2 separate regions of the Gossypium hirsutum genome follow, and region 1 is linked to region 2. Evidence: chromatin contacts called from public Hi-C data. All regions are on one chromosome and are shown on one strand. Each heading gives the region's core, a stretch centred on a gene start, on an enhancer-like site or on the middle of the called end of the contact. The rest is flanking DNA. Distances are from core to core; before and after follow the strand shown. Region 1 overlaps LOC107925366. Region 2 holds the start of LOC107943041 (protein LIKE COV 2).

Evidence for each region. Hi-C and Micro-C count contacts between places; a contact is called where the count stands out from the background.
Region 1: a Hi-C map of leaf shows a contact between it and region 2, with 2.5 times the contacts expected there. The contact joins the enhancer-like site here to the promoter of LOC107943041 in region 2. A contact is called at or near these places in 2 of 34 Hi-C or Micro-C datasets (callus and leaf).

What each region holds. Positions count from the first base shown.
Region 1 is chrA12:59,942,825-59,945,978 of Gossypium_hirsutum_v2.1, reverse strand. It overlaps LOC107925366, which reads left to right. Exons shown (of 26, transcript XM_016856031.2): 26 at 50-1,302. The coding sequence ends at 799. Among protein-coding and RNA genes, the nearest start is that of LOC107925366, 29 kb to the left of the region's middle. Within about 2 kb of position 1,643, at least 5 of the 9 cell types and tissues checked have an H3K27ac peak or open chromatin away from gene starts, as enhancers often do. A contact at or near this core is called in leaf, where this site is marked.
Region 2 is chrA12:59,069,534-59,072,454 of Gossypium_hirsutum_v2.1, reverse strand. It overlaps LOC107943041 (protein LIKE COV 2), which reads left to right and starts at 1,517. Exons shown (of 7, transcript XM_016876767.2): 1 at 1,517-1,708; 2 at 2,632-2,684; 3 at 2,785-2,894. The coding sequence starts at 1,523.

The sequences.
Region 1 (3,154 bases), core at 394-2,893, 870 kb before region 2:
AGTTGGACTATTCATCAGTTTCCTTCTGTCATGCTTTTCTTATTTGCAGGTTTATAATCATTTTGATATGAAGCATGAAACAGCTTCTCTGCTGGAGTCACGAGCAGAGCAAGCTTCCCTGCAGTGGTTTGAATGCTACGACAGAGACCAGAATGAAGATCTCCTGGAATCGATGCGCTATTTCATTGAAGCTGCTGAAGTTCACTCTTCAATTGATGCCGGCAACAAAACACGCAGGGCTTGTGCCCAGGCTTCTCTTGTCTCGCTTCAAATACGCATTCCGGATTCTAAATGGCTCAACCTATCTGAAACCAATGCTAGGCGAGCTCTAGTTGAGCAATCTCGATTCCAAGAGGCTCTTATTGTTGCAGAAGCCTATGGTCTTAATCAGCCGACAGAATGGGCCCTAGTCCTTTGGAATCAGATGCTCAATCCAGAACTCACAGAAGAGTTTGTGGCTGAATTTGTGGCTGTGCTTCCACTTCAGCCATCTATGCTTAGCGAACTGGCAAGATTCTACAGGGCCGAGGTAGCTGCCAGAGGTGATCAATCCCAATTCTCGGTTTGGCTCACTGGAGGAGGGTTACCAGCAGAATGGGCCAAATACCTTGGGAGATCATTTAGATGCTTGCTGAAGAGGACTAGGGATCTGCGGCTACGATTGCAACTGGCTACTTCAGCTACTGGGTTTGCTGATGTGGTGGATGCCTGCATGAAGGCCTTGGATTGGGTTCCTGATACTGCAGCACCACTTGTCTTGAGGAAAGGGCATGGTGGGGCTTATCTCCCACTAATGTGAGACAGATTTTTGATCCTCTTGAAGTTATTCTGATGGCTAAGGGCCATAATGATTGATAGCACAGTGATACTCATTGAACTGACGACAGTTTCCTGGTATTGCCGCTTACGATCTTTATCGAAGAACATGTGATATCGGTAAGATATGGAAGTTGTCGAAGAGCTGCTGGAGCTTGAGGAGTTCTTTATATTATATTAACATGATCGGACAAGCTCAGAGCTAGGAGGTGGAAAAAGAAAAGATGGAAAGAGTATAGTTTTTTTAAGAAATTTAGATTAGGGGTTGCATTGCAATCAAAATGTTGTATAATGCTTTGTTTCATATATTCCATTTTTTTTTCTATTTCGGAGAATTATCTTGTTTCGAATTAGCAAGAAATTACAGCAGGTTGGAGATGCCATTGGCAATGGATGAATATTTTAGGGTCCATATAACCATTCCTGTAAGACTAAGAGATGTATAGTTTGTTCATTCTTTTTGAAATATTATAGTTTTTTGCCAAATCCTTTTGCTTTCCATCAAAATAACATTCTCAGAGGTTCTACAGATCCAATTTAAAATTGGTTTGATTCATGTTTGTTGAAGTATATTTGTTTTCTAATTTAATATTTAATTTTTTGACCCATTTTGAGTAATAAAGTATAGCAAGTTCCACCCATTAAATCATGCCCCCTGGAAAAAAAACATATCATTAATAAATTAGTGTTCGCTCCTTTTTCAATTTCCTCGTCTTTGCTTGCTATGTTTTTTCTTTTTGACTTTCATAGTAGGTGTTGCGTAGGGTAGTCCAGTGGGTTGGGTAACCAATTGAATTAGGAGATATCTTAGATGAGGAAAGGCCTCCCATTTCCTGCTCAATTTGGGCTCATAAACATTCAATTCATGATGCTTTTAACAATCTATGAAACGGCTTTATAGGCCTAATTCACAAACCTTTAAACAAGCTCAATTTAAGAATGTGGGAGACAAATTAGTGTTGAATGCTTCTTCCTGGTTTTCTTTTTTTAACAAGTTGTGTTGTGACCAATTAAGATATTTCTTTTAAAGAACAATTATAGTTGGTTTATAGGTTTTTTGTTACATATGACTATTTCCCATCATAGGATCATTTCCACCATTACAACACATATCGTACCACCAAAACCTGAGGAACACACAAGCCCACCTAACCAGGACTATAGACATATTTAATTAGCAAATCAAGGCTGCCACGTGTCCCAAAATAATTTTTTTGATTCTATCGTGTCCCATAAACTAATATAAACCCTCTCTCACAAGAAGGGCCATGTTTACCCCTCTCTCTCTCCTTTGCTTCCAAAAAATCTCTACCTCACTGCCCAACAGGGTGAATTTCATCACAATCTCCTCCATGTCACTTCTTAATATCAACAGTTTCAATCAAGGGAAGATGAAAGGATAATAGGGTGTATTGAATTTCAAAAACCAATACTAAAATAAAAATATTTTTTTATTTCTGAAATGTTTAAAAAAGTTTTCTCGAGCTGGTTAGCTTTGACCCAACTGTGTTTTGGTGAGGGATTTTTGGGGTTGCAACATCTCTACTATGAAGTGGAACCAATAGTGCAATAAATTTAAATAAAAGATTGTTATAATTAGGAAAAAAATTAATTAGATATATTATTTTTATTTATACTATTATTTAAAGAAAAATAAGGCGTAAATGCCATTTGTTTAAATTAAGGTTTTGGGCTAGTTTTAAATTTAATTAGGGATATAGGCCAGTTTTGCTGAAAAGCGTAATGTTGTCGCCAACGGTAAAAAAAATTAAAACCCCTAACGGTAACCTTTTTTTTTTCTTTATCCTATATACATCCATCAAATTTCATTTTTTCATTCACATCATTATCTCAGCTCTCTCAATTCTCTCAAATTCTCTCAAACCCTCTCAACTCTCTCGTTTTTAATAATTTTTTTATATTTTTATTTAAAAATATTATTTTTTTAATTATCTCATTTTTATTCTTTTAAATTGATTTCTCACGGATAGTTGCCTCCCTAATGCGCTTCGACAAGAAGCATATTTTCGCCGCCCAATTAGTAATGGAAAGACCGAAATTTAAAATTTGTTAATTTCAATAATGTTAAATTTAAACTTTTATTATAATTATTTTTTTTGTATGTAAATAGACGAGTGGTCGTGTTTTGGAGGGCTTCATCCTTAATATGGGAAAGTGTGCGATTCTTGAAATTCATGGCCACTTGCAAGCGAGTAGATTCGTACATGTGTTTTACATGTCCGGGGGTTGCAAACTCAATTTGTAAATAATCAGTACATTGGTGGAAAGATGGAGGCTTGGAACACATTTCCACCTTTCATGTAGTGAGTGTACAATC
Region 2 (2,921 bases), core at 268-2,767:
GGCCGGCCATGACACTTTCAATGGTCAAATTTCACTTTAAAGACCCCCAATTTAAGATACCAAGCAATTTAACACCTTTAGGCATCAAAACACAACTTTTACCTTTTATGCGATTTAGTCCTTTTTCGAAATTGGACTAGAAATCGCTAAAATTAATATACCAAAATTTTTATGCACCTTCATAAACATTCTATATCACATAAAACAACATCAAAATAATTTTCTCTAGCCTCAGAATAGTGGTTCTGAAACCACTGTTCCAGCTAGGCCCAAAATCGGGCTGTTACATTCACACATGCTAATTCATTCATCATAAGAGGATCGGGTGGAGTTAGCCACCCTGATAAAGAACACTTGCCTTGAGTGAGCAGGTAATTAATTTATGTTTAGTTTTTTTTACATTTGTTACCTTCGTGTGACAAGGTTTAGTTTGGTGCAGTGAAGGAACTCACTAAGTTCTCTTGAACTTATGGAAAATTTTCTTATCTACATAGGAATGATTGGAATGATCAAGGACTACGATAAGGGACTAAGTCAGATAGCGTGAAGAATGGGGACCGTTGTTGTCTCAAGATCATGCACAAAGGAGGTGGGTATCATTAGAGGCTTCGCCTCAGGATCAAATATGGTGTAACCAAATGACGTCCTCAGAGTCTGGATTTTGAAATAGTTAACCCTAAGTTAAAAACTTCAAGGGTCTTATTGTAAACAGACAATATTAGAGACAGAAATTGAGAGATTAAACATTCAATGGTTTAAGAGCTTGGTTGTAAGAATTATTATTAGTTTTACTTAGTCTGTGTTATAATAGTTAAGCCGATAAATATTAAGGATAGTTGAACTTAGTCCATTTGTGACACTCCATACTCGAATTCGACGGAAGTCAGGCGGGGGTGTTACATTAACATTTTTCTTTAACACGTCAAAATGTTATCATGTTGGTCAAAGAAAAAATAATAAAAGAAAAAAATAATTATAAAAAATTCAATATTGAGTTGGCTTGTGCCACAAACTCAATTAATGACATTATCGATCAAACTTTTGTGTAATAATATTAAAATGTACAAATATAATCAAAATGAAGCTTTGGGTATAGGAGTAAAGTTAAGGTTTTAGATGTTGGGGACATGGAAAATTTCAACATTTTTATTGGTTTTTTAGTACGAGAAATACTAAGATACATTTATAATATTATAATTTCAAAAAGGAAAGATAATTTAGTAATTTTTTTAATCAAATTGGTGTCTAGTTGACTTGTAATACCAACTAAACTAATGAGAGATTCAATTAAGAGTATAGATAATCACCTTAGGAGGATTGCAAAAATTAGAAAAAAAAAATTGGAGTATTAAGTTGAGATAAAAAACTGTGACAAATTTAGGACCAAATGAATAAATAGACTAATCATATTTGATATAACCACTAAATGTGACCCTAAGGCGACACCAACCCCACGCCCAGCATGACATTGCGTATGATGTAAATATTGCCTTTTTTATTTTTTAAATCTTAATTAAATTAAATGCATGTAACACTCAATAATCAAATCTCCCGTCTAACTTCCCGACATTTTTCCCAGCTAGTAATGGCGGAAGAGAAAGAATCAACGTCGATTCCACTGAGCCAAGCCGAAAATAGTGGTGTCGATCCCGAAGATCCGGCTAAGTCTCCTCCTAGGCCTAGCTCCCCCAATTCCTCCACTCGCAAGGTCCATTTTCTCTTTCTTTTTTCCCCCCTCTTTTAGGTTTGACTTCCATCAATTAACCACACCCACTCCCTCATCTTTCTTCTTGGACTTCTTTCATATTTTTCTTAGTCCAAATGTAGTTGTAATTGAGCCTTTGCACTAAATATAATTTGCGAGTAACGGAATTTTGACTGCAGATATGGGAAATCCCTGCCGAATTTGGGATGTAGGAACTGAAAATGGTCAAATATCGCCCAAGATTTATCATAAACTTTCTTCACTATGTTTATTGAGTGTCAACTGGTTGGACTCTTCATATTAAGGGGGGAAAAAGAAAATGAAAATGGTTGAGCTCCCAATTATATCCAGAAATTCTGTTGGTTTTGATTGTCCTCGGGTTTGGCTTCAACCTGTTTTAAAAGTGGAAATCTTGATGACCTGTTGATTCTTTCTATCGTTTTTTTATGGAAAAAACTAATTAATAGCCGCGCATTAGAAGGATTTTAAGCGTTGAGGATAAATGCTTCTGCTTTTAGGGTTTAGCATTTAAATTATCCCTTTTTTTCCTTACTAAAATACCAAGAAATTGAATGACCTGTACGATAGAGTGCTTCCACGATAAGGTTTGTTCTTTATGTATTTCTTGGTTAAACCAATTAGCGTTTCTATTGTTGAAATGCTTCATGGAAATTTCATGTGCCCATTTTCAAGGAATTTAATCATTTTCAAGTCATTATTATGAACGATTCAGAGTTTGACTACTTGAGTGGTTTTAAAGTAATTATGTTTGCCCCAAATTGAAAAGAACAGTTATGTTTAAGTTTCAATGTAAGTCTTAGAAAGCGTGGAAGCAATGAGAGCAGTTTTCAGAATAAATATGTTGTATTGATATCGAAGCATTCTGTTTTATTTTCCAGTCTGAGCATTTGTGTTTTATTCTTCAGGCTTGTTGTTTTGTTCTCCAAAGTTGGGTCTCAAAGAAGTTCATGACTGGATGGTATTAAGCTTTTATATTTCCCCAAATGTCAGTCTTCCATTATTTCTTTTGATATTTCAAAGCTTAACAAGTAACAACATGTTGACATGCAAAATTGCAGTGTGGTCCTTTTTCCTGTGGCAGTTACATTTTTCATTACTTGGTGGTTTATTCAGTTTGTTGACGGTTTCTTCAGTCCATTATATGAACGACTTGGCATTGACATATTTGGTAAGTTTAATTGTATTACTTGTGCCT